Regions from separate parts of the Sus scrofa genome. Here regions 1, 3, 4 and 5 are each linked to region 2. A link is a contact called in public Hi-C, HiChIP or PLAC-seq and promoter capture Hi-C data. All regions are on one chromosome and are shown on one strand. The core of a region is the stretch at or near the end of the contact, and the rest is flanking DNA. Distances in the headings are between cores, read along the strand shown. Region 1 holds the start of SMARCC2 (SWI/SNF complex subunit SMARCC2). Region 2 holds the start of MBD6 (methyl-CpG-binding domain protein 6). Region 3 holds the start of STAT2 (signal transducer and activator of transcription 2). Region 4 holds the start of LOC106510300 (basic proline-rich protein-like). Region 5 holds the start of ZC3H10 (zinc finger CCCH domain-containing protein 10).

Evidence for each region. Promoter capture Hi-C pulls out the DNA fragments that hold promoters and counts their contacts. A called contact is a pair of places that touch in the nucleus more often than the background predicts. HiChIP or PLAC-seq counts read pairs in DNA pulled down with a chosen protein or histone mark.
Region 1: a contact with region 2 is called in a Hi-C map of liver, with 3 times the contacts expected there. The contact joins the promoter of SMARCC2 here to the promoter of MBD6 in region 2. A contact is called at or near these places in 1 of 47 Hi-C or Micro-C datasets (liver) and 1 of 2 datasets of contacts at active chromatin or transcription factors (skeletal muscle).
Region 3: a contact with region 2 is called in a Hi-C map of liver, with 3 times the contacts expected there. The contact joins the promoter of STAT2 here to the promoter of MBD6 in region 2.
Region 4: a contact with region 2 is called in a promoter capture Hi-C map of fetal liver, with 5 times the contacts expected there. The contact joins the promoter of LOC106510300 here to the promoter of MBD6 in region 2. A contact is called at or near these places in 1 of 5 promoter capture datasets (fetal liver) and 1 of 47 Hi-C or Micro-C datasets (heart right ventricle).
Region 5: an H3K27ac HiChIP or PLAC-seq map of skeletal muscle shows a contact between it and region 2, with 3 times the contacts expected there. The contact joins the promoter of ZC3H10 here to the promoter of MBD6 in region 2. A contact is called at or near these places in 1 of 5 promoter capture datasets (liver), 1 of 47 Hi-C or Micro-C datasets (heart right ventricle) and 1 of 2 datasets of contacts at active chromatin or transcription factors (skeletal muscle).

Annotation. Positions count from the first base shown.
Region 1 is chr5:21,583,403-21,588,720 of Sscrofa11.1, forward strand. SMARCC2 (SWI/SNF complex subunit SMARCC2) reads right to left here and starts at 3,375. Exons shown (of 29, transcript XM_001929168.6): 1 at 3,143-3,375; 2 at 952-1,071; 3 at 262-347. The coding sequence starts at 3,253. TRNAS-CGA (a tRNA gene) reads left to right here and starts at 4,177; the gene lies at 4,177-4,258.
Region 2 is chr5:22,786,339-22,791,647 of Sscrofa11.1, forward strand. MBD6 (methyl-CpG-binding domain protein 6) reads left to right here and starts at 3,882. Exons shown (of 14, transcript XM_013997655.2): 1 at 3,882-5,309. It overlaps DDIT3 (DNA damage inducible transcript 3), which reads right to left and starts at 679. Exons shown (of 3, transcript NM_001144845.1): 1 at 669-679.
Region 3 is chr5:21,746,036-21,751,192 of Sscrofa11.1, forward strand. STAT2 (signal transducer and activator of transcription 2) reads right to left here and starts at 2,925. Exons shown (of 24, transcript NM_213889.1): 1 at 2,859-2,925; 2 at 575-718. The coding sequence starts at 705.
Region 4 is chr5:21,173,037-21,178,006 of Sscrofa11.1, forward strand. LOC106510300 (basic proline-rich protein-like) reads left to right here and starts at 2,026. Exons shown (of 2, transcript XM_013997622.1): 1 at 2,026-2,334; 2 at 2,403-2,813. The coding sequence starts at 2,026. The coding sequence ends at 2,813. It overlaps CD63 (CD63 antigen), which reads right to left and starts at 3,189. Exons shown (of 8, transcript XM_005663878.2): 1 at 2,637-3,189; 2 at 1,962-2,038; 3 at 793-981; 4 at 551-625; 5 at 353-448; 6 at 104-241. The coding sequence starts at 2,027. It overlaps LOC102162669 (a long non-coding RNA gene), which reads left to right and starts at 2,857. Exons shown (of 2, transcript XR_303407.3): 1 at 2,857-2,975; 2 at 3,368-4,203.
Region 5 is chr5:21,503,252-21,508,071 of Sscrofa11.1, forward strand. It overlaps ZC3H10 (zinc finger CCCH domain-containing protein 10), which reads left to right and starts at 3,259. Exons shown (of 6, transcript XM_003126269.6): 1 at 3,259-3,365; 2 at 3,479-3,503; 3 at 3,897-3,919; 4 at 4,189-4,820. PA2G4 (proliferation-associated protein 2G4) reads left to right here. Exons shown (of 14, transcript XM_013988304.2): 14 at 1-42.

The DNA of each region.
Region 1 (5,318 bases), core at 2,125-4,624, 1.2 Mb before region 2:
TCTTTTCTTCTACAAAACACACACACACACACACACACACACACACACACATACACACTCACTCATTCTTGGAGACTATTTTGGCTCTGACTCCCAGCCCATCTTTCTGACCTAACAGGTCAGGCCTACTGACCTAGCAAAGAAAGGGTCTTGCAAGAATGTCTCTCCTCTCCCACCCTGACAAAGACCCCTGGGAATCCTAAAGCGGGACTCCCTATAAGCTAAATGGAAGAAGCACAGAGAGAAGAGAGGACATCTTACCATCCCTGGTCACTCTTGAATTTGTAGGCAGCTGCAAGTATGTGGCACAGGGAGCCTCCTGCTTTGAAATCTAGGAAACATTTGATCTACAAAATTGAGACAGAGAAGAAGTATGTGAGCGTTACATCCTAAATCAACTTAAGAATCCTTTCACAAAATCCTATGCTGAACTGATTTCCCTCGTGAAACTGGAATTCTTTAACTTTGTGCCGCTGTATCGTGTAGCCTGGAAGATGTGAGAGAAAGAAACCAACATTCACAAGGCCCCCCACGTGCTTTACTGGGTTACATCATTAACCACTGTAGAAACCCTCCAAGGCAGGTGTGTTAATCCCATCGAGAGATGAAGGAACCAAGACTCAGGTATAAATGCCTTGCCCAAGATAACAGAGGCACTAAGTGGCAGAGCCAGGATTTGAACACAAGCCTGTGCAAATCCACACCTTACATGTTTTAACCCTGTCGTGAGCTTCCTGACTGAAGTTAGACACTCTGAAATAACCTGTTGCACAAAGTATTCCCTAGGACAAAGGGAATGGTAAACTGGGGACTCTGCCGAGCCTGTAACACCCCAACCAGGAAAAGGAATGGTAGGAAATACCCAAATCTCAAAAATGATGAAATTTACAAAACCCAAACACCAACTCCCTCTCAGGGTTGGAGGTTTGCTCCCTTGCTTTTGGCACTCACCGGCAGTTTAGTGAGAGGTGCATTGCTGACATGTTTGCCAAAAACTTCTTCCTGAAATTGTAGCAATTGTACAACCAGGCTAGACAGGGACTTGTTGGTAGGTGGTTCAGCTTGTATATACTGGGGAAAGAGGGAAAGAAAAGAAAAAGAGACCCTGGATCAATGGTCTACCACCTCCCTTATTTCCTCCCCAGGAGCTCTGGAAGCATCTAGGGCAGGAAAAAAAGTGTCTTCTTCCCTCATGTCTGGTTTCTATTAAAAAAAAAAAAAAAAAAAAAACGGCAGAAGGGAGGCCCTACATGCCCCTCATCAGGAAGGTAAAATTCTGCTGCCCCCAGTCTAAGCTCCCAATTTTGGGAGATGAAGGTAAAGGCAGTTTCCAATTCTTCCTCAGCTGCACCCTAAAAATGGAATTGCAAGACCCTGATCTCTAGCCAACAGCAATGAGAGTTGTAAAATTCTGAAGATTCAGGGAGTTCAGGCCATGAAAGCAACCTCTTCAAGGCTCTAAGGGAGACAACAGTCTGTTTTGTAGAGTAACTTTGTGGAAGGTCAACATTTCCCCTATAATACAGCCTAATAAGAAAGGTGCAAGGAAGTAAGCTGAAGCAAACAGGCTGAAAGTGAGCTTACACCTTCTGCTTCTGCTAGGACTGGGCACAAATGCCTTCACAGGCTCTCCTAGATGGGAAAGACCAGCTACTACCCAGCCTGGTGGGAAACAGCAAGACAGCATCCGTCCTTTTGGAGGAAATTATTACAGACAAGCAACCCTGGGCCTTCTTAAACATTTCCTTGCTATGCTACCTAGCATCCCAGCCTCCTTCTGTTGTCATTTAAAACGGTGCCAAGAGGCTTTCTCTTTACCTTTTGACCCCTTTTTCCTCAGCCCTAATCACAGAGAAAAGCACACCTTTCACTGGGAGGTGTAAAAAGATCCTTGAAAGAAAAGGTAAATGACAGAAAGAGTTAAGAACTTGAAAGCTGAACCAGGTCACCGGCTGTCAATCCCCCCAGGGTCAGAGCCTAAGCCCCTAGACTGATCTCGCTTCCAAAAGATCAAAGGTAAGAAGCCTGGGAACAAGAGTCTCACACTGGGGTACAGAAAAGCCACACACCCAGCAGCTGTTTGTCAGGATCCTGACACCTGAGAGGAGAGACCTTCCAGAACAGGGCCAGGCTCCTGACCAGGATCAGAGGGGCATTCTCCTAAACCGCCCATCATGCTTCTGACAGGCTGCAAAGCTGAGCAGGAAGAACTGGGGAGCTGAAGGAAAGTCAGAAAGAGAACCCCTAACTGGGGGTAGTGAGAGGAAGAGAGAGGCAGACGGTTTCCAGAGAAAAACCCTATGTAGCAATGTTCCTTTCAACCAGGCCTAAAGACAAAGACACCACCAGGAACAGGTTTGGTAGAAGACAGGTAAGGCTTCTTGAACCCTTTGTTCACTACCTTATTATGTCCTGTTATGGCGTGGGGGGCTACAAACATAAAGTGTATCCTGGTCCTGAACCCCAAACCCAAGGCAAGGCACGGCCAGGTGGTGGGGTGAGTTCATTGTGACCCTGAAAATGGTTTTAGAAGGGGTAGCTGCCTGGAACTCCTACACTCTGCCTTCCAAAGAGGTTCTGTTGGAGCGGTAGAGACAGGTGATCTCGGGGTGGGGGCCTTTCTCAGGCTGATGAGCAGTCAAGGGCCTGCTCTGTGGCTGTTTACCCTTCTGCTTTCATCATCTCTCTCTGAACATACACAAAGCACAGGAGAGGCCTCAAACCTGCTGGTACCTGGCTCCGTGGGGAGCTCTGGCGGGCACCGTGGCGGGCACGTTGTAAGGGCGGGGGGTAGGGGGGGTGCCCATTCGGCACCGGGTCCACCCTGGCCGTCTCTCCCGGAAAAGCCCGGAAGGCGATGGCTTGGATGGGTGGGCAGCTGGCACCGGGACCCGCCGGGGCAACGGAGAAAAACAAGGGGCAGAGGGCGCAGCCGTGGGGGCGGGGGTTGGAATCAGCGGCTGGGGGGGGCAGTAAAAGAGGTTGGGGGAGGGGCGCGGGGCGGCGGAAGGCGCGCAGGGGCTGCTACGGCCGCCGCGGGGGAGGGGCCGCGGGCCGCGGGAGGGTGGGCAGGATCCGGGGGGCCGCGGGGCCGCGGTCCCTTTGTCCCGCCCCCAGCCCCCGCGCGGCCCTGCTCACGTACCTTCTTGTAGTTCTTGCCAAGCCAGAGCCGCACGTTGTCGAACTGGGTCACGGTGTCCGCGGCCTCGTAGTACTTCACGTTGGGGCCGCCGTCCTTCTTCCGCACCGCCATCTTCTCGGGCTCGGGCCCCGCCGCCGCCGCCGCCGCCGCCGCCGCCGAGGCCGCCCGCCCCGCTCAGCTCAGCTCCCGCCTCCTCCGCCTCCTCCTCCGCCCGCCTCCCGCCGCCTCCCGCCGCCGCGGCCGCCGCCTCCCGCCGCCTAGGCCGGCCCCGGCTCGCGCAGCGCCCCCTGCCGGCCGTCAGGGCGCGGCGGCGGCGGCGGCGGAGCCCCGGGAGCGGGGCGGACCCTGGCGGCCTCCCCGGCGGCGGCGGCGGCGGAGGCCAGAGCTTTGGGGAGGAGGCTGCTTCCTGGAGGGGGCGCACACTCCCCTGAGATCCCTTTTTAACTGAAGCCTTTTCTTGCTTCTCAGCCGGGGGAGCGGGGTACACTCTGTACCACGCCAAAGCGTTGCCCCTGCCTAAGGAGCCCCCAGCCCATGACTGCGACTGCTTTCGTAGCTATTAAACCGACAGAGTTCCTAATTCCAAGGAACCCCAGGTCTTTTTCCCCAAAAAGATCCTTCCTTTCATCCATCCCCAAGAGACTCCCGTTTAAACTCTCCGGAGCCTCCATCGCTCCTAACTCCTTGTCCCAGGTACCCCTCTCACCCCATAACCCGAAGAATCCCGGAGCCGCTACCGTGGGACCCAGCCCCTTTCCCCCAACCGCTTCCTCTGCAGGCCTCGCCATCGCCTCCTAAATAGCTTGGCGCTCCTTAAGACCCTCGTCTTCGCTGGGTGGGAGCCCCTCCCTCCTAGGGTCACCCGGTCCGCTTGACTCTTCCTTTGAGCCGCATGGAGGAAGCGGTAAGGAGCGGGGTGGGAGGAGGTCATTGGGTTGTGTATTAGGCCTGGCCCAGCTTCTCGCTGTCACACGCCCTTCCTGGTCGCTATGCGGACCCCTTCTGTAAGCGCGCGGCGAAGAACAGCTTCGTGAGTCACGGTGGCCGAGTGGTTAAGGCGTTGGACTCGAAATCCAATGGGGTTTCCCCGCACAGGTTCGAATCCTGTTCGTGACGGTCACTTTTTTTCCCCTTTATACGGAGACTCTAGTCTTGCCACCTGCCCTTCAAGCACTTCGTGTCTCGGAAACAGGGGCCAGAAGGTCCCAATCCTGGATTTGTGTGGGATGAGGGTAATCATGAGAAGCGTGATTATGCACAACCAACTCTGTTAGCTGCGAGGATGCAAGGCACTTTCAGAGTTCCGTAACTTCAGGTTTGCAAGCAGAGTTTTGGCATACGTTGTTTCATTCTTTAGGGAGGGCAGAGCAAAGGATTTGGTTGAAGAAGAGTTAAGTTTTGTTGGGAATGTCAGTGCTTGTGCTAGTATAGTCAAAACTAGAATTCCCAGGTAAAGAGGGCACCTCTGGAGTTCATGAACAGATGTCCCATCTTGTAGATCTTATTAGAATGAAGACCCAGAGGCATTCCTGCTGTGGCTCAGCGGTTAACGAATCCGACTGGGAAGTGTGAGGTTGTGGGTTCGATTCCTAACTTCGCTCAGTGGGTTAAAGATCCAGCGTTGCCGTGAGCTATGGTGTAGAGGTGTTGTGGCTGTGGTGTAGACCGGCGGCTATAGCTCTAATTAAACCCCTAGCCAGGGAACCTCCATATGCCGTGGGAGCAGCCCTAGAAGAGGCAAAAAGACAAAAAAAAAAAAAAAAAAAAAAAAAAAAAAGAATGAAGATCCAGGACATTCTCTCACTGGCTCCTTCTTGAGGAGATGCACCTAAGGTATTACAACACTGAGGGAAGTAGCCTATTTAAATATCAACATTGCCAATCTAGCTGGAGCTAGAGTGTGGGAGGCACTTTTTTATTGAGTGCTCATTATGGGCTAGGTACTGTTCTAAATTCATTGTTCCAAGTTCCTAGCTGGGGAATGAACCTTCTCTAACCTCTAACTAGCCTCTTCTTCCTATCCCCAATTTCTGATTGTAAGGAACATCTAGGATACTTGGGATTTTTTTTTTTTTTTTTTTTTTTTGGTCTTTTTGCCATTTCTTTGGGCCGCTCCCGCGGCATATGGAGGTTCCCAGGCTAGGGGTTGAATCGGAGCTGTAGCCACCGGCCTACG
Region 2 (5,309 bases), core at 2,632-5,131:
AAGCAGTCTATAGGCTGGCAAACTGGCCTGCTGCCGCCTGTCTGTTTTGGTAGATAAAGGTTTATTGGGACACAGCCACATCCATTTATTTACATGTTCATGGCTGCTTTCATGCTATAACAGTGGAGATGAGTTGTGACAGAGACTGTGTGGCCTTCAACATCTAAAACATTTACTATCTGGGCCTTTAAAATCTTACCAACCTCTGACCTAGAATGATCCTCCCTCCATGCTTTTGCCCAGCACTGGAAGAAGCAAGTGTCTAGACATACATTCTTATGGCTTCCTGATAAAAGTCTTCAGTCCCCCTTGAGGAAGTCCACTGGTTGTTTCTAGGGGCAGTTACCAGACCATTTGTGCTCCTTTTTCCTCCTGTGTGGGGATCCTTTGGGTCAGTCTAACCTTGATGGGGACTGAGGTGTGTGGTGAGACCTCACCTGACTGCACTCACACAGCAAGCTTTCAATTAGGACATATTCTAAAAATGGTAATTTGGTCACCTTGTTAGGGACAGGCCAGCAGACAGATGTGCCCTGATAGTACAAGCCTGCTCAGATTCAAACCCTCCTCTCCCATCTTCTCTGAGTATCCTTTCTTAGGGTCCTCTTACAGGGAGCCTGAGCAGCAATTCATAGGAGCTGGTTCTGGGACAGAGTTATTAAGTTTACCTGCTTTCAGGTGTGATGATGTATGAAGATACACTTCCTTCTGGAACACTGTGGGGATCAAGGACAAACATTAGCCATTTTTAGCAGGAGAGGCAGGTTCTTTTATCTCCAATTTTCTACTGGTCCTTCCCTTACTTCCTGACTTACAGAGCATGGATAATTATTGGTCCCTGTAGCCACTTCCAAGGACAGAGAAGAGCCCTGACTTCCTTTATTTTTAGTTGCTGACATTTGTAGTCCTGATTACATAACAGCAAAATCCTGGCCAACTCAGCTTTCTCTAAATTCAAGGCAGACCTCAAACCTTCCAGAGTAAGGAATGGACTACAAAAGAGAGAACAAATCAGGTGGTATTCTAATTCCATTCCCACACTGACATCCTCCAAATGTCTATTTCCAGTCTAGACCTCTCCTGGGACCTCCAGCTCTTAACTGCTTACTTGCCATTCTCCTTTTGGGTAGCTGATAGGCATCTCTGACTTATTATGTCCCAAAACAAACTCCTACTAATCTTCCCCTTGCAAGGTCTCTCCCACCTCAGCATATGGCAACTCTAGTTGCTTGAGCCAAAAATCTTGCTATCATCCTTGGTTCCTCTCCTCTCATATCCCACAATCCAATCCAAACCACCAGGAAACACCACCCCCCTTTTTTTTGGCCGTGCCCTTGACCCAAGCCGCTTCAGTGACAATGTCAGATCCTTAACCCTCTGTGCCACAAGAGAACTCCAAAACTTACCTGATGCTTCAAAACCCCAGAATCAACACTTCTCACCAATTCCATTGTTTCTAATCAAGTTACTGTCATCTCTCTTGGGTGACTGCAGAAGCCTCTTGACTAAAAGGTCTCCCAGTTTTTGTTCCAGCCACCCCTCTCAGAGTTTATTTACAACAGCAGGCAAGGTGAGCCATTTAAAACTTATGTCAAGGAATTCCCATAGTGGCTCAGTGGTTAATGAACCTGACCAGTATCCATGAGTACGTGGGTTCCATCCCTGGCCTTGCTCAGTGGGTTAAGGATCCAGCATTGCCGTGAGCTGTGGTGTAGGCCGCAGACTCGGCTTGGATCCTGCCTTGCTGTGGCTGTGGTGTAGGCTGGCAGCTACAGCTCCAATTGGACCCCTAGCCTAGGAACCTCCATATGCCACAGGTGTCGCCCTAAAAGGACAAAAAGACCAAAAAAACCCAAAACACCTTATGTCAAGCCATGTCACTCCTCTGTTCAAAATCTTCCAGTTTCACACATAATAAAGGCTGAAGTCCTTAAAATGGCTTAGAAGGCCCTCCATAATCTGCTCCTCCCTCGCCTTGTTTTTCTCATTGACCACTCTCCCTCTTGCTCACTTCAGTCCAGCCAACTGGCCTCCTGTTCCCTAAAGATACTACACACGCTTCCACGTTAAGACCTGTGCTCTTGCTGTTCTTCACCTGGAGTGCTCTCCACATACTGCATGCCTTACTGCTTTGCCTCTATTTAGGTCTCTCATTTAAATGTCACCTCCGAAAGGGAATCCCTGACCACTCAGGTAAACTGTATTCTCCTCTCTGAGCATTCTCTACCCCTCCATGCCTTAGCTTTTCCCGTGGCACTTACATATTTGCTTACTGTATGCCTTTTCCTACTGCAATGGAAGCTCTGGGAGAGCAGAGAATTTTTTTTTTTTTCTTTTGTCCATGGATGTATGCTGAGCCTCACACTGCATGGCACATAGGAGGTGCTGGTTAAATATTTGTTAGGAATGAATGGTGCATTCTCCCCTGTCCCTCATAGGGATAAGGAGGATGAAGCCCAGAGGCAGAGCAGCAGCTGCCTATCCCTGGGGACTGTAGACGCAATACCGTCCTGAGTGTTTCTCTGCAGGGCTGTCCTCCCTGGGGAACCCTCCTTGCCTTCCAGTGTGTGGGACATAGCTTTCATCAGCAGTGGAGCCGCAGGCCAGAGGGCTGCAGAGCCGAGCAGGGGGCTAGCTAGCCTGATGCAATGGTTACACAGAGATTAGTTGGAGACAGGACACGGGGAAGGAGGCATAGACCAATCCCAGGGGAAGGACAATTCATTGGGGAGACCCCAAATGGCTTTCCTCACTTAAAAGATCCGGGATGCTCTCTTGTGCAGGAGACCCAGGGAGCTCTGAGGAAAGGGAAAACCCATCTCCGCTCCCGGTTCATGGGCACCCCTCTTCCCAAAGGCTTGTGTCAGCCTCTTTAAGATTCTGTCCTCTGCAAGGGCGCGGAAAAAATGTCCTGTGGAGGGTCCAGAAGCCCCAGCTACTGACGTGGCTATGCTGGCCCCGAGACGCTGCGGCTGAGACAGGATTGGGGGTGGGGAAGGGGCAGGGCCGATGGTGGCAAAGCCGGTTAGCTACGGTCACCAGGCTTCTCGGCGCGGGGGTGTGTCCTGTTGCTCGGCCTCATACCGGACAGGCCTAACGAGGAGGCTTGGGGTCAGCAACCGGAGAAAATACATCTCCCGAGGGCCCCTTCACCGACCAACAGAGAGCACGGTCTGTGCTCCGGACATAGGTGGGATAATACTGTCTTGCCAAGGAAGAGAGTCCGTAAGCACCATTTCCGAATAAAAGATTCCCCTCACTCCACCGGACAGTCACCTCACCGCTTTGCAGAGGGGGTGGGGCCACATCCCAAAGAGCGGATGCCCTAACCTGGAGAGGACAACTGGTGTTCGCGAGGATGGGAGAGTAAAAAAATAGGGAATCAGTACTCGCCTCTCTCCTCAGGTTCCGGCTCTGATTTTGGCTCTGTCGCTGCCACCGGCTCATCTTCAACATGATATTCTCTAAGCCTTAGACTCAAGCCTCTGACCTCCGCAGCGCAGAGCTGGGATCTTTTAACAGGGCCTTGCCCTCCCCTCTGGGGCGGATCCAGAAGCCTACCAATCAGAAAGCGGCACGCTGGCGTTGGCCCCGCCTCATCCCCTACATCCGCCACTCAGGAGCTCCTCGGCCCCGCCCCCATCACCTCCTCCCGCTTGGGGGTCGACTTCGTGTTGGACCCGGAAGTGGCTTTGGGTCACGAGGCTTCGCGGAGGAGGTGAGTGAGTCATGCGCGCGCGCGGAGGGGAGAGCTGGAGGGGGGAGGGGAGGAAAGGGGGGCGGGGATGATGCAATGTTTGGCAACCGGTGTCTGCGCGCGCACGCGCGCAAGGGACTGAGAGGGTAGTGGGAGGTGCGGGGGGTGGGGGTGCGGGGAAGAGGCGAGAGGGCGGGGCGCCAGCTCCCGGCACCCAACGGCCCCAACGGTTTTCAACCCGTCACCCCTAAGCTGCGGTGTGAAATCTCTCTGCAGCTTGTCTCTCTCTAGAGCTCATGTTCCACCCACCTGACATTAGCCCCCGTTCTATTTCCTCCATAAGGGACTCCCATTTTCCTCGCTTACCACCCTCTCCCAGCTAATGGACAGAAGGTCTTTTAAACATCCTTCCTTTGAAAATTTGCATCCATCAAGATTGTTTGCATCCTCTCCAGTTTTCTTAAAGGGGTCTTTTCTTTTAGCCCCCTGATTTCTTCCAAAGAGGCTGAAGAACTTGAATCCCCTTGGTGGTCATTTTCAGTTCCTCCCCTCTGAAGAGCACCCTTAGACGTTTATCTTTGCAAAGTTTCTGATGAGCCCTCAGCAAGCCAGAATTCATGTTCATTGCCGGGTGGACCGGATTCTGTCCCCCCCCCCCCCCACGTGGTGCTCTGGTGCCCTTCACCCAAGCCTGGGCCCGCCCTTTTCAGTGTACCACACCTGCAAGTCCTGTGACTCCCTGCTGTGAGGAGCCGGGCCCAGGCCTCCTGACTTCTAGGTGGGCTACAGTAGAGCCTTGTTGCCTGGAACACTGCTTGCACGTGAGCACACTACTGCTATGGAGTGGATTGTCAGGAGCCCAGATTCTAGCTTCAGCGGTCCTTCACTTGTCCATGAATCCTAGGGCAGCCACCTAATCTCTCTGTGCCTCGCCGTTCTGGTTCTCAAATACAAGATAATGAATTGTGAAAGTAAAATGAAAGACTTACGAACTTGGAGGCAGCTTGAACAAAAATGAAAAGCACCATGCAAAATTCAAAGTATTTTTCCAGTGCCATTAGGTAGAAAACATAGGCCATGTGGTGTCCTGTTACATATCCTCATACCCTCATGGGGGCAGCCAGAGTTTGTCCTAAGTAGAAACTGTCATAAGACCGCTTGTCGCTAGATAGCAGGTATAGGTGGTAGCGTGACGGTGACAAGTCCTTGGCCAGGCCTGCACCATTGCTCTAGACCTCCATTTCTCCTTCTGTAAGTGGAGGCGGGGGTGGATTGGACCAGATGGTCTCTCCTGGTCCAAAGACATGACCAGGTCGTCAGTGACAGGCAGAGGTCATGTGACTTGACAGGCCGGGGTCGTGTTGTGACATGTTGACCTGGGGAGGCGGGTCAAGTCTCAGCACACTACCCGGGAAGCCTTTGGGGCGGGGCAGGGCAAGTCGCGACTTTCATCTTTTGGGGCCAGCTCCTCCCGGACCTGGCATTCCTGGTTCCCCTAACAGATTGCGGCTTCGGAAGGGGCCCCTCCCCGAGGAGGGCTGGGATTGGCCACCAGTGGCCTGGGAAGAGGCTCGGATCCTTCCGCGGAGGGCGGGGGGCCGCGTGGGGTGTT
Region 3 (5,157 bases), core at 1,675-4,174, 1.0 Mb before region 2:
CCGCATCTGCAACCTACACCACAGCTCACAGCAATGCTGGATCCTTAACCCACTGAGCAAGGCCAGGGACCGAACCTGCAACCTCATGGTTCCTAGTCGGATTTGTTAACCATTGTGCCATGATGGGAACTCCAAAGCCAGATCCTTTAACCCGCTGAGTGAAGCCAGGGATCAAACCCTCATCCTCATGGATACCAGTTGCACTCTTTTTTTTTGGTCTTTTTAGGGCCAAACCTGCGGCATATGGAGGTTTCCAGGCTGGGGTCCAATCAGAGCTGAAGCCACTGGCCTACACCACAGCCACAGCGACACCAGATTCGAGCCATATCTGCGACCTACACCCCAGCTCACGCCAGATCCTTAACCCTCTGAGCAAGGCCAGGGATCGAACCCATGCCCTTGTGGATACTAGTCAGGTTTGTCAACTGCTAGCCATGATGGGAACTCCCAGGTTGCTACTATCTTGAAGCCTTCCAAACCCTTCCCTCCCTCAGTGTCTCCAGGATCCTGGAGACTTAGAGGAAAGAAACCACTTTCCTCATCCCCCTCAAGGGGATGAGGCTGAAGGCCTCACCAGTTCTGGTCTTCAATCCAGACAGCTAAGTACTGTCGAACATCCACTGGCAGGAGGCTCTCTGAGTAGAGCTGGTGCAGCTGATCCTGAAATGGGCTGTCAAGATTCTGCAGCATCTCCCACTGCGCCATTTGGCCTCTGAATCTGAAGGATGCAGGTTCCCAGTTGGAAATTTTGTTGGATTAAATCATCCAGTCTCATTATTTTTTTTTCTTGCTTTTTAGGGCCACACTTACGGCATATGGAAGTTCCCAGGCAAGGGGTTGAATCCGAGCTGCAGCTGCTGGCCTGTGCCGCAGCCACATCAATGCCAGATCCGAGCCACATCCATGACCTACATCACAGCTTATGGCAACGCCAGATCCTTAACCCACTGAGTGGGGCCAGGGATCAAACCATATCCTCATGGATACTAGTTGGGTTTGTTACCACTGAGCCACAACAGGAACTCCTCATGATTATTTGTTATATAAATTTAAAACATTTTAATTATACAGGTAAGAAAAAATACAGAAAAAAAATTAAAGTCTAGATTAATCCCACTCCCAATCCTCATCCCTTCTCCTCCCCTCCATAAGTAACCCTATTATCAATTTAGTGCACATTCTTTCAGGGAGTACTATTTAAGAGCTTCAATATGTAAGCCTTTTTGTTTCAATGGTACTTTTCAAACATAAAACAAAGTAGAGTGAATAGTACAAAGATCATCCATTTACCCATCATTTAGCTTCAACAAACATTGAATTTTTTTTTTCTTCTTTTTACAGCCATACCTGTGGCATATGGAAGTTCCCCAGCCAGGAGTCAAATTGCAGCTGCAGCTGCCAGCCTACCCCATAGCCACAGCAACACGGGATTCTTAACCCTCTGAACAAGGGCAGAGATCAAACCAGCATCCTCACAGAGACAATGTGGTGTCCTTAACTCACTGAGCCACAACAGGAACTCCGAAACATTGAATATTTCTATGAGCTTTATTTCATCTATTTCCTTCAATGAATTTATTTTAAATTTATTTGTCTGTGTTTGTATTCATTTATGCTGGAGCATTTAAAGGTCAGTCGTAAGTATTTATCTCAGCATTACCCTGCTGGCCCCAAAGCTTTATCAGGGGCTGAAACCTCCTTGGAGATAAGGTACATGCTATAAGCTGCTCTCCATGTTGGAAGGAGGAGCTCCATTCTAAAAGATGCTTAAACACTATGCAAAGCGTAACTCAACCCTAAGATTGTGACACTTTTACGATGATCTTTGTCAATCTTCAATTCTTCATGTAGAGTATCAACTCTGTGAGACATTTCACTCAAAAGTGGGTTTTGCCTGTCACCAAACATGCTGGGTAAGGAAAAAGAATATTTCTCTGTACCTTTCCCTGCCCACTGCCATCTGTCTGTTAGGAAATCAAAACTTATTACTGCCTGAGCCTAACAAAAAAAGAATCAACACCCACATTTGTGGTCTAAAAAAAGGTCACATGATTTTACTACAAATCAAATGCTTGGGGTGGAGAGATTCTTTTCCACCAGTATGAATATTCATGAGCTGCCTTTCTACTGGGCAGTAGGAACAGGGTAAGGAAAGGATTGGGCAGAGGCTCCTATTTTTCATTTCATTTACCCTTTGGTGGTACTTGACTTCTTAAACTGTGTACTGGTTTTGCTTCCAAAAACAAAGATGAGACCCCAGTTCCCAAAAAAACGAATCAGCTGGTATTAGAAAGCTGGTATTAGAAAGCTGGCAAGTAAACCCTAAGGCTTAAATATGAAAAACAAACCCCAAATATCTGGTCTTCCCAAATTGGTTACAAACACTGAGGTTAAGGGCTGTAAACTCTTTTTTTCTCCAGTAATCTGTCACTCTTTTAGGTGCCTATTTCCTGCTCAATAAGCTTTTCTGAAATGAACTGTGTGACCTTAGGTAAATCGGTTCACCTTTCCGTATCTTAACATTAACAAATAAGGATTATACCTTTAGACAGTGGAGTGTTTGTTTGATGAGGATCAAAAATAACACAGACCAGAATGTAAAAGCTTTGGCTAAGACAATGAACCAATGCAACTGATGCCAGGTTTTGGGTCTCGGAAGTTGCAGGGGTATTTTGGGAAGGGGAAGTTAGGGTTGGGGATCTAGGTTGGACAGGAGGATGAAGTAGCTGACAGCTCCCACTTCAACCTGGAGACAGAGTCCGACCCCTCCGGGACGTACATGCCGGGGCCTGCCTCCCTACATAGGAAGAAACTCATGCCTCCACCCACACCCCCGCGCGCCCTCTGAGGGTCCATACCTTGTTAGGGTCTCAGACCCGCTCTATGCCAGCAGCTCGGGTTCAGGCTTCCGGTCCCCAGAGTGAGAGCCAGTACAAGGGCCTCCCGCGCCGCCCTCGACTTCGGCCCGCCTCTCGGCCCCGCCCCCTTGCTGCAAGCTTGGGTAAGCCGCTGAACTCTGGAGCTCGCCGTTCCCAGCTGTGCACCCTGACACTGGCTGCCATTCAGCCAAGTTCTTCCGCAGGCTGTGAGCTCATTGGCGCTACCACGACTCCTCCCTCTCCGCGGGGCGGGACAAGAGGAGCCTAAACCACTCCTCCAGCTGCATTGATTGGTAGACATTCTCAAGTAAGCCCCGCCCCATGTCTGCGGGAGGGAGGTGTCCAACTAAAAGAACAGCGCAGGACTGAAACAGCTGATTTCCGAGAACCCACAAAAAAGCCGCGGAAGTGAGACTCGCTCATGCGCTCAGAGGCGCTAAACTAACAAGCGAAATGGATTTTGATTTTCATTACTTTGGGACAGGAAGGGGAGGGCTTAAGTAATAAGAACAACAAAAAAAAACTGTTTATTGATGGCACTGTGCTAAGCATTTACACAATGTATAATTTTTAATTTCCACAAAACTCATTGAGGTGAAAATCATTATCCTCACTTTAGAAATTTAAAAAACTGGGAGTTGCCGTCGTGGCGCAGTGGTTAACGAATCCGACTAGGAACCATGAGGTTGCCGGTTCGGTCCCTGCCCTTGCTCAGTGGGTTAACGATCCGGCGTTGCCGTGAGCTGTGGTGTAGGTTGCAGACGCGGCTCGGATCCCGCGTTGCTGTGGCTCTGGCGTAGGCCGGTGGCTACAGCTCCGATTCAACCCCTAGCCTGGGAATCTCCATATGCCGCGGGAGCAACAACAACAGCAACAACAACAACAAAAAAAAGGCAAAAAAAAAAAAAAGAAAGAAATTTAAAAAACTGAGTTTGGAGAAAGAAGTGAAATTACTAGCTAGTGATCAAAGCTCTAACGAGTAGAACCTGGATTCTAAGTCAAATCCTCTGATTCTGAACAACAAAATTTGAAATTCCTACATTTTACGGCACTGCCTTCCTCCTTGATAACAAATTAGATATATGGATTTTGAACACGCACATACAAACTTGTCAGAATATTAGATCTAGCCAATGTGTTTACCACCTTCTTTTATATCGCAGGATTCCCAAAGCCAGGATCTGAGTTGTAGCCCTTGAATAAGGTCCACCACCAGTAAGGAGGTGAACTTACTACTTCTGACACCAAAGGGGTCACGGTAGCTGTTTCTTCCAGGTCACCCATGGCTATGGTGCTCCCCAAGACCTCCTTGCTGGTCTCTGGTGGAGGGGTTTTCACCTCTCTCTCATTGTAATACTGGATCACACGATGAATCCCAGACTTCACTACAGGTTTAAGTGAAGTACTGATCAGTATTCCCCAGGGCCCCCCTGACGATCCAGCCATGGCTGTCAGGAGGTCATAACCCAGATCTATGACCCCATCTCGGCCTCTTTCCTTGGCCTTGTCGGAGCAGTTCTGAACAGCGTAATACAAAGCCGTGCCCAGGTTGTAGAAGGTTCCCACTCCCGGCAATAGCTGGACTATATTGTGCACACTCTGCTCCTTCTCATGCTCGCAGTCCTTGATGGAGAGGGATCGACGAGCCCTCTTTGGGCTTGTCTGCTCCTCGGCCCACTGCTGCAGAGCAGAAGACAGGGCATCCGCTGATACTCCCCTACCTGAGCTTCTGCCTTTCTCAAGTTCTTGAAGATGTCTGATAAGCATCTCTGTAGCATTTATACCCCCCTGGCGGTAGAGCTGAAGCTTCAGGACCTGTACATCAGCTTGACAGCCAGCTTTCTCCAGAGCAATCATCAGTGACAGGCCTATCAGGAACTTGGGTAGAGGGGCCATGTGGGTGAAGCCAGGCAGGGATTTGGGGAGCAGGGTCTCGCAAGACAAGGGGTCTGAGGAAGGTGGCCAGGATCCCAAGGATGAAGGAAGATGCACCAAGAATTTTGTCTTGTTTCCATATGAAATGGCATCCACAGCGTGTAGCAGGAAGCAGCAAAGAAGTAACTCAACTAGCACGGTGATGAATCTGAGACCACACATGTCCAGAATAGAGTTAGCTGGAGAGGGGAGAAACCAGAAACATACAAAGTTTCCTAAGGGCTGTGGTCTGAAAGGAGCCCACAACACAGGACATACCTCATCTATCACCTCCAAACTTCTGTTCTTTTTTAGTAAAGGCCTAAGAATCAGGAAACGTAGCCCAATTGTTCCCACTTGGCCT
Region 4 (4,970 bases), core at 776-3,275, 1.6 Mb before region 2:
CCAAGGGCCCCGACCCTCTCCACCTCCAGCCCTGGTCCCTCTGGCCCCCCTCAAACATATGCCAGGTTCCCCACGTCCACTACTATCTCAGCCTCCTCCCTACCTCATTATGAATCTCCTTCACGTTGAAATTAACTCCACAGTGCTGAGTGACATTGACACAGCAGGAGTCCGGGACTCGCTTGGGTGACAGCAGGATCTTCTCCCAGTCTGTGTAGTTAGCTGCCCCGCAGCACTTAAACTAGGGGAGAGGAAAGACACAGGGAAAAGGCTGCTAAGTGAGCCCCCATCTTCACCATGGAGATGAGCACCTTCTTACCCCATTCCTCCTGCTCCCAGCAACCCCACTCACATCTTCCTGCATCCTGTCCAGGATCAATGCTGTGTGGTTGTTTTTTGGATAATTCTGCATCTGCTGCTGGAAGTCCTTATTAAATTCTGCCTTCACCTGGGAGTAGAGAGGAGCTGTGTTGAAGCCAGAATTCGGGGCACCTGGGTCCCAGAGTAGCCGGGCCTCTGAGACGAGGCCCTCCCCTTAGTCCCTGCTTACCTTGTCTCTAAACACATAGCCAGCAATGGCGGCTGCCACCTCCACCAGCATGATAAGGGACAGGAAGATGGCAAACTGCGGGCGCAAAGGACGAGAGTCAGGTTTGGCGTCTGGGCAAGGGGGGCCTGCCATTCTCAGGAACATTCACAGAAGTTTCCTTCACCCACCCACCCTCCCAAGCCCTCTCCAGAGGAACGCCCTTCCAGGAGGGCCAGGCCCCGTGCTGGCCCACCGCCACTCACTGTGACCATAAGACAGTAGTTCTCCTTGCAGGTCCCACAGCAGCCCACAAAGGCCACCAGGAAGAGGAAGGCACCCACTGCGATGATGACCACAGGCAACAGGGAGCCAGGGGTGGCCCCCTGGGTAATGGTCTGATTTAGCACGAGCTGGACCCAGATCCCCACGGCGATCAGTCCCACGGCACAGGCCTGCGGGGAGGACAGAGCAGGACTGAGAGGCCGCACAACCCATCAGCCCTCCAAGGTGGAGGGCGCGATGGACCCGGGACACAGACCAGAACCCCACTCCAGAGACGGATTCTCACACCTCCAGGGGACCTAACTGTGGGGGAGAAGGGTGAGCCATCCTTGCCAGGGAGGGCTGGGAAACTGTTCAAGGCTCTCAGAGAAGGCAGTCAGAAGGAACCACACCTTCCACAACCCGCTCCTCACCAAGGCAAAAAGAGAAGTTCCCAGAAAGCCTTGACCCCAGGGCACAAATTCCCAACAAAGAGAAGTGCTTCCTGTGAGCCTCTTCCTATGGGCCTCCAGGGCTCCCAGAACTGCCCTCTCACTGTCCTCCAGTGCCCACCACATCCTCACCAGCTGTGACTAGGGTTCCTGGGGCCCACTAGGGTTCCTCAGGACTCGGGTTCCTCAGGCCCACTAGGCCAGGGAGGAGAAGGGAGGAGGAAGCGGGGTAAGGGTGACCTGCCCCTCCCTGGACAAACAATCCTCTCTCAAGCCGGGGGCCCAGGGCAGGAGCCATCTAGGTGGACAGAGCCCTCTCCAACCCCCAAGCAGGAAGGAGGGGGTATGAGGGAATGGAGAGGAAGGGGGGGTGGAGGGTGCGGAGGGGCACCCCGTGGTGATAGCATCAAGCCGTTGGCGGGTTGCCCCACTGCCCCATATCACAAGAGGTTGGGTCACCAGACAGGAAAGGCAAGGAGGGATTACGGGGAGGGTGCTAGGCACCCAGGCCGGCCATTCTCGATCCCAAACAGTCTCAAAGATCCCTGCTTTGAGCTGGAGGAGGCGATGGCCGCGCTGCCCTCGGCCGTTAGCCGGGAGTTCCTTCCACATCTGCTCTCCAGCTGCCTTCCTTCTTGACCCCTCAGCCGTCAGCACTCCCGAGCCAGTTCTCCCCGCACCCTGCCAGCGCGCCCCCATCGTCCCCGCTCCCCACTCACGCAAAAGGCCAGCAGAAGAACGTAGAGCAAGAACTTGACACATCTCATTCCTCCTTCCACCGCCATGGCTGCCTGGCCTGGGGCACAGGGGAGGGCAGGGGGATTAGAACCGGTCGAAGGGGTATCCGGGCTTCGGAGCGCCCTGCCGGCCCTCGAGACCTCCCCTGCGCGGCCCCCATTCCCGGCCCCTCCCACCCGGAAACCCGCGGTCAGATCCACGTCTCCCAGCCCCCTCTTCTCCCTGCAGGAGAGGGGTGGGGGCGCCCGTCGCCCAGCCCGGACCCCGCCCCGCCGCGTCCCTGGCCCCGGACTGATCCAAGGGCGCCCGCTGGGGCCAGGGCTGGACGCCCACCCTGGGCCCGCCAGCCCCCAGGTGTTAAACACCCCCTCCCCACCCAACCAGCCCCCCAAAATTGTCCTCAGCTCTAGCCCGATCCCCAGGCCACTTTCCCCTGGGCTCTGACCACCGCCAAAAATAAGTGCGTCCCGCGCTCCGCATCCCACCCCTCCCGGGCCTCCGGAACTTTCCAAAGTTGCAAAGTTGCGAGGGCCTCGGGAGCAGCGGGGGAGCGAAGCCGATCTTCAGAGGCCCGGAGCGAGGCCCTGAGCGGGGAGCGGCTGGCGATTCCCCCCAACACCCCGACGCCAGAGCCGGAGCGGGCTCCGCGGCCTCACCTGGGCTCCCCGAGGCTGTGCGCTGCACTCCCGCCGCGGCTCAGGGGCTCTCTAGCTGCGCCCCCCGGCTCCGGCCCCGCCCGGCGCGCGGCCCCGCCCCGGCTCCATCCGCAGCCCCCTCCCCCGCCGAGTAGCCGCCAGCCTCCCTCATGTGACGCGAGAACAGCTGCGGCCTGAGTCACCCGGCCTGCAGGAGGAAGGCCGAGACCCCGGCCGGGTCAAGGCCACGTGGCCCCTGCCTGGAAGACGGCGCCCACCCCCCGCAAAGGGAGGGCACCAAGGGCAAGACCCCGGGGTGCCTGGGTTCTCCTGGCTTCCCCAGCCCCGTGCCAACTCGGGGTAGGAGAGGGGGACCAGGCGCCGCCTGCTTTTCTTTGGCTCAGGCAAACGGGGGAGACGTGTGAGAGCTAAAGGAGGGATGAGCGGCCCAGAGGAACCCTCTGTGCACCCAGCCCGGGCGGCGGAGCTGAGGCGAGGGGACAAGATGGTCTTCAAGAGGCCTCCTCATCCTCCACCCAGAGCCCACTCCCTTCCTCTCGCTCCAACTCTGTTCCAGCCCCTCACCCCTTCCCCGAGTCAGTAGAGGGCGCTGTTGGGTCCCTGGGATAGGGTGGGTCGCGAATAAACACTTTTAGAAAGTCCCTGGCTTCACATCCTGGGGGTCCCCCACCATTCTAGAAGGGGTGTTCCTTCTCTCCGCTCCCATTGTTAGTCCATTCTCCATTTTGTAGGATTCCGGAGGAGTGAGCGGAGAAATAGAGGAAGCCTTTCCCAGGACATCCCACCCCGTCAGTCATGATGCGTCATGAATGAGGTCCCTCCCTCCACTCCCGGATCAGCCTGTTACCCGGGAGGCGTGCCGAGGACACTTAGGCGAGCACAGCACGTATTCCCTGCATTTTCCTCGCCCGTCCTGGACAGCCCAGGGGCAAAGCCTGGAGAGGACTGGAAGGTGAGGGGGGGGTGGGCTCCAGAAGAAACTGTGTGAACGGGGCAAGGACGGAACCAGCCACCACACCGCTGCCCGCCCAGCCTGAACCCACCCCTTGCGTTTTTCTGGTCCTGCCTGAAGAACCATTTCCTGAGCTGTGGTGTGTGTACACAAAGAAGGAAGGAAACTTTAAGAGCAAAAGGAAGGCGCACTGGGCTGGGCTGGGCTGAGAACCAGTTTCCAGGATCACTATCTTCAAGCGAAACACACCAAGCCCCTTCTGGACATTGCTCCCCAGTTATCACCTGCAGGCAGGCTGGGGAGGAGGAGCCAAGACTCCGAAGAAAGGAGTATTCCTCTGTTTCTGCCAGGCATGTGCTGGGCACAGGGCCAGCGAGGTGAGGAAGTTGATGGCCCTGTCCTCTGCCAGCAGGCAGAACCAAGCCCACACTGTGAATAGACGCAGAAACCCCTGGTGGCAGCTGGACTAGCTCAGAGGGAGGGGCAGGAGGTGCCGATGCCCCAGAGGGAAAAAGAAAAAGATTTCACAGAGGTGGGTGGTGCTCTCCCAGGGGAGCTTGGCGAATAAAAGGGCAAGCATCAGTTCCAGTGCCAAGGAAAGGGCCAGGTGTAAAAGAGGAGTCGTTTTGTTTATTTATTTATTTATTTTTAATTTTTGTCTTTTCAGGCATACGGAAGGTCCCAGGCTAGGGGTTGAGTCAGAGACAACCACAGCAACGCCAGATCCGAGCGGTGTCTGCAACCTACACCACAGCTCACGGCAAGGCCAGATCCTTCACCCACTGAGCCGAGCGAGGACTGGGATTGAACCGCATCCTCATAACTAGTTGGGTTCATTACTGCTGGACCACAATGGGAACTTCCAAAAAAGGAGTAGTTTTAAAAGTCCATGGCAGGGAGTTCCCACTGTGGCTCAGTGGGTTAACAAACCCAACTAGTAACCATGAGAATGTGGGTTTGATCCCTGGCATTGCTCGGTGGGTTAAGGAGCCGGCGTGGCCTTGAGTTGTGCGAATGTAGCCCTAAAAAGCAAAAACACAAACTCTTTTTTAATTTAAAAATAAAGTCCATGGCAGATTGGGATTGGCCAGCTGCCTCACAGGGCTGGGGAAGGATGTGGTGACAGATGGACGGGAGGGAAGCTGGTCTGAAGTCAAATTGAGAAACTTTAGGAGTTAGCATCGTCGTGGCACAGCGGAAATGAATCTGACTAGGAAACATAATGTTGAAGTTTCAATCCCTGGCCTCGCTCAGTGGGTTAAGGATCTGACGTTGCAGTGAGCTGTGGTGTAGGTTGCTTACGAGGCTCAGATCTGCTGTGGCTGTGGCGTAGGCCGGTGACCCCTAGCCCGGGAACCTCCGTATGCAATGGGTGCGGCCCT
Region 5 (4,820 bases), core at 2,009-4,508, 1.3 Mb before region 2:
AAATAGAAAAGAGAAATTGAATAATAAAATCAGGAGTCAAAATCCATCGTCTTCAAGCCCCTCTTTCTAGCCTTTTTCTACTGTTCTCTGCTTGGTCGAGGTTTATGGCCCTACAACAGAACGGGGAGGAGGCTAAAGTAGCCACCACCACCAAAAACAGCTGAAATGTTTTTATACCACTCCAACGGCAACATTTTCCCATCTGTTGGGCCTTGTTCCTCTCTTTTCCCACTCTTCCCACGTATTTTATCAGGCCTCAAAATAGAGAAGGAGCTATTCTTCAAATTTGTTTTCCTTCACATGTGGCAGATTCCTTTTATGATCCAGGCTATCTAGTCAGGCCCCTCCTGTTTTTAGGAGCTGGAGCCTGCATTTATTTGCCAAGGGATTCTCATCTATCAAATGGATCCTCATTTGTAAATCTTTGTAGTCAATTTTATTCTGCAGGACTCCCCCCCTCCCCACTTCCACAAAGCTGTAAAGAAGTAATCCATCTCAACCTTGTCCCATTTCTTTGGAGTCAGCAGGGTTCTTCCCTTGCTCCATGTTAGAAGCCTGAGCTGGAAGCTCAATTGTGGTTTTGTTCCCTGTTTGAAATATATTGACCTCCCTTCCTTGAAAGAAAGACCAGGAACCAGAAGAGCAGACTGACTGAAGAGACAAAACTCCTGGCTTTCTGAAGCTGTGGACTCAGATTGGATGAATTGCTAGGGGTTTGGAGACAAAGGTGATGAATTGCAGTACCTCTGGCATGCTGTCCCAGGGAACTAGGGCTCCTGCTAACTTATGAGGTTTTTAAACATTGAAAATGACATGGCATTAAAATAAATTTGGATTTGCTCATAATCTTGTGTCTCTATGATACTTATTTGATGAAGGTGGGGGAGTGAGTTGAAAGGATCATTTGAAACCAGTTTTCTACAGCCATATTCTACCTTTCTTTTTAAAAAAAAAAAAAAAATCCTAAATCCTGGGTTCTGCAAATTCAGAGTAAATTTTATAATGGGAGTTTAGTTTTCTAAAGTAAAAACATAGCCTTTGCTTGCTGCTGACACTTCATTCAGGACACTTAATGTTTACTGCAAAAAAAAAAAAAAGAACACTTGGGAGTTCTCTTGTGGCACAGTGGGTAAGGAGCCAGCATCACTGCAGCGACTTGAGTTGTTGCTGTGGCAGTTTCCATCCCTGGCAAGGGAACTTTCCACATGCCACAGGTGCAGCCAGAAAGAAAAAAATAATAACTATGCAAGTGTTTTTTCTTGACTTAGGAAGCCAGGAAGAATGCCTTTAGAATTAGGCAATTTTTCAGGGCCAGTCTGAGATTGGGTGGCAATTTATTAGAGCATTTTACACTGGAGGCATTGTGGATTTGAAGATACTATACTGAATAAAACCATATAGAGCTTATAGACTAGAAAGCAACAGGTGAAATCATAGTGGACTTGATACAAAGTAATTCTGCTGGTGTTTTGTTTGTTTGTCTTGTTTTTCTTCCCATTTTTGGCTGCCCCAGGGCATGCAGAGTTCCTGGGCCAGGGATCAGATCCAAGCTGCACTATAGACCTAAGACCCAAGCCACAGCCGCTGTAACTCGGGATCCTTTATCCCTTGTGCTGGGCCAGGGCTTGAACCTGCATCCCAGCTCTCCCAAGACGCCACCAATCCCACTGTGCCACAGAGGAAACTTTTTTTTTTTTTTAATGCATGCACCAGCGGCATATATAAATTCCTGGGCCAGGGATTGATTCCAAGCCACAGCTGCAGCAATTCTGGATCCTTTAATCCTCACCCAGGGATGGAACCTGGATCTTTGCAGCAACCTGATCTGCTGTTGCTTTTTTTTTTTTTTTTTTGTCTTTTTGCCACTTCTTGGGCGGCTCCTGCAGCATACGGAGGTTCCAAGGCTAGGGGTCTAATCGGAGCTGTAGCTGCCAGCCTACGCCAGAGCCACAGCAACGCAGGATCCGAGCTGCGTCTGCGACCTACACCACAGCTCACAGCAACGCCGGATCGTTAACCCACTGAGCAAGGGCAGGGACCGAACCCGCAACCTCATGGTTCCTACTCGGATTCGTTAACCACTGCGCCACGACAGGAACTCCCGCTGTTGGATTCTTAACCCACTGCACTGGGGCAGGAACTCTTAGGGTTTTTATTTTTGTTTTCAAAAACTTATTCCATTCTAGGAGCTCCCCTGGTGGTGCAGTGGGTTAAGGATCTGGCGTTGTCACTGCAGTGGCTCAGGTCGCTGCTGTGGCCTGCCTGGCCTAGGAACTTCAACTTTTGCATGCAGTGGGCGGGGCCAAAAAACCAAAAACTTACATTCTGATGGAGATAATACTAAAACCACCTAAGCACTTGGAACAAGGGTCCTAAATTTAGATATTTTTTTTTCCAGAGCTAAAAAGGGGAAAGGTTATAAAAGGAAACCACTAAAAAAAAAGGATTATAATAAGCCTTTACTGTATTTTACAGTGAATAAGGCGAAGTCTGCATGATTAAAGGTTCCCTTTCATCCTAACTCAAGTTTCCTGTAACCAAATCTTTGGGAGTCTTTTTCTGGGTGCTTCTGACCCAATCATACGAGGAGACTGGCAAGTTATCTTACCATCAAATACCATTCTTGTCCTAAAGAAATGTCTAGCCGATCCTAGCTAGCTTCCCTTCTGTTCTTTGATTTGATCTTCACGTTGTGTAGAGGGAGAATCACTTAAGTATATTCTAAGCCAGATGCTTTGTGGCCAGGAATCTAGTGACATTCTGCCTCAGGCGTTGGAGTTGGCTAGAAAAAGAGTTGATCTATCTTAAATAGTGCCAAAGGTCTCTGTAGTATGACAAGCTTTCTCGACTCCCCACTTTACATCCTTCCACGTTCTGGAATCTTAGAACCTTTGGAAGTTCCGAAATAGAATCTCCCTGCAGCAACTTAGGTTCAGAACATAAGGCAAACCAGTTTTTGTAAACTCTGCATCTATCCACAGTAAAATGGAGGGTGTCGCCGGGAAACTGCAACTCCCATGAAGCAATGAGAGGGAAGACGGAAGTCACTAACCTACGCTTTTCTGCACTTCTGGGTCTCTTACTGGAAATACATGCTCATATTTAAATAATATAGTATCCTTATAATAAAACCTGGGGAAGGGAAATTTTGTAACTCACACTCAAAATAGTCTATTTTCCAAGAGAACTGTCCCAACTCAAACACTTACCACGAACCCAAAGGGCCAAAAGCTATTGTTATTACCCTCCCGCAGCCCCGCCCCTGGGGGCAGGGCGAGACCACGGAAGTGACGACACCGAGCATTGCATTAAATATCCGTAGGCGGGCCCCTAGCGCTCTCTCGGCCTTAGCGCCATCTTCTGAGGTGAGTCTCGGTTTGGGCTCTCTCCGGTTCCGAGTACAATCCGTAAACATCTGATCTCTGCGATTGCCATCATTACAGCGAACTAACTGTAGACTTTTTTTCTTTACCCGTAGAAACCTCCGCGCCATGAGAGCGAAGGTAAGCAGTCCCCGTTAGTGAGCTGAGGCTCTAAGAATTGGCAGTTGCAGGGGAGACCCAGGCAAGGGAAGTCCGCCATCGTTCTCGGATCGCTAGGTTCTCAAGGGTGCCCAAGAGCTGGTGGGACAGGGAGGATAGTTTGGGGAGAAGCAGAAGCTGGGAGTTAAGTGGGGGTGGAGAGCGGGAATAGGATAGCGCATGCGGGATTGGGGTTTTACAGCGGGGATCCGGGTGGGAGTCCAAGTTGTTGATGTGATTACTGCGACTAAGTCCTCCTAAGTGGTTAAACCTGTCTGGTTAAAAATTACACTATTTATATTCCTCCCTAAACTCGTTGCTACAACTAATGATATCTCGTTTTATTCTCTGCTTCTGGTTGTGATCGGTTGACAGTGGAGGAAGAAGCGAATGCGCAGGTATGCTGAGACTGCAAGTACAGGGTGGGGGAACTGGAGCACACCTTGGGCGAAGCTTGGGAGGAACATTTGGTTTAGAAATCTAAACAGCTTAAGATGAAAAACATGAGCATTGACTTGGCAAAACCAGGGATTGGACACAAGAGGATAGAACCGTAGTGTTCGTTGATTTTTTTTACCCACCCCTTGTATGGTATGCACATTTTAGATGGGAGGGAAAGAAGATTGGGTTTGTGGGCAGGAGGTGCATTCTCGTGTCTGGTTTTCAGGCTGAAGCGCAAAAGAAGAAAGATGAGGCAGAGGTCCAAGTAAACTTGTACACCGTGGAAGCCACAGGAGCAGAAACGAAATCCCAGAGGCCAGGGACGTTGGTACAATTTGTTGGACTGCATGCCTTCTGTCTAGAACTTGTCTCAATGGATCTATAACAACTTTTCGCCGTTCTGATCGCCTGGACCACTCTGAGACCCACCTTGCTCATATCAAAATGGTCCCTTTTGGTTTTTTGCCCTGGACCTGTGACTTTCTGGACTAGTTCTGTTCTCAGTTGTGGCTGAATGTAACACGTGTACAATAAATTATCTGCTGTTTTAGCTGAAGAAAAAAAGTCATCTTGTCTGTTGATGTGGTTTTTATGGTTCATTGGCTGGGGTGTTCTGTATGAGTACTCGCTTTAGAGAATATCTACACTGAGTCGGGGGTGCGGGCCCCGCCCCTGGCCGACTGGTTCTGGACCCTGGGAGTTGCTGGAGTGTTGGGTGGCTCTTATTTCCTGGAAAGGGCGTTACACACGTCAGGGACCGCTTTCAAGTTGATTTCGCCGGCGTGTGGGCAAACAGTTCCGCTCATCGTCCGAAAGGGCTACATTTGCTACGTCCCGCGCTTGGGGCTCTTTGCTGTG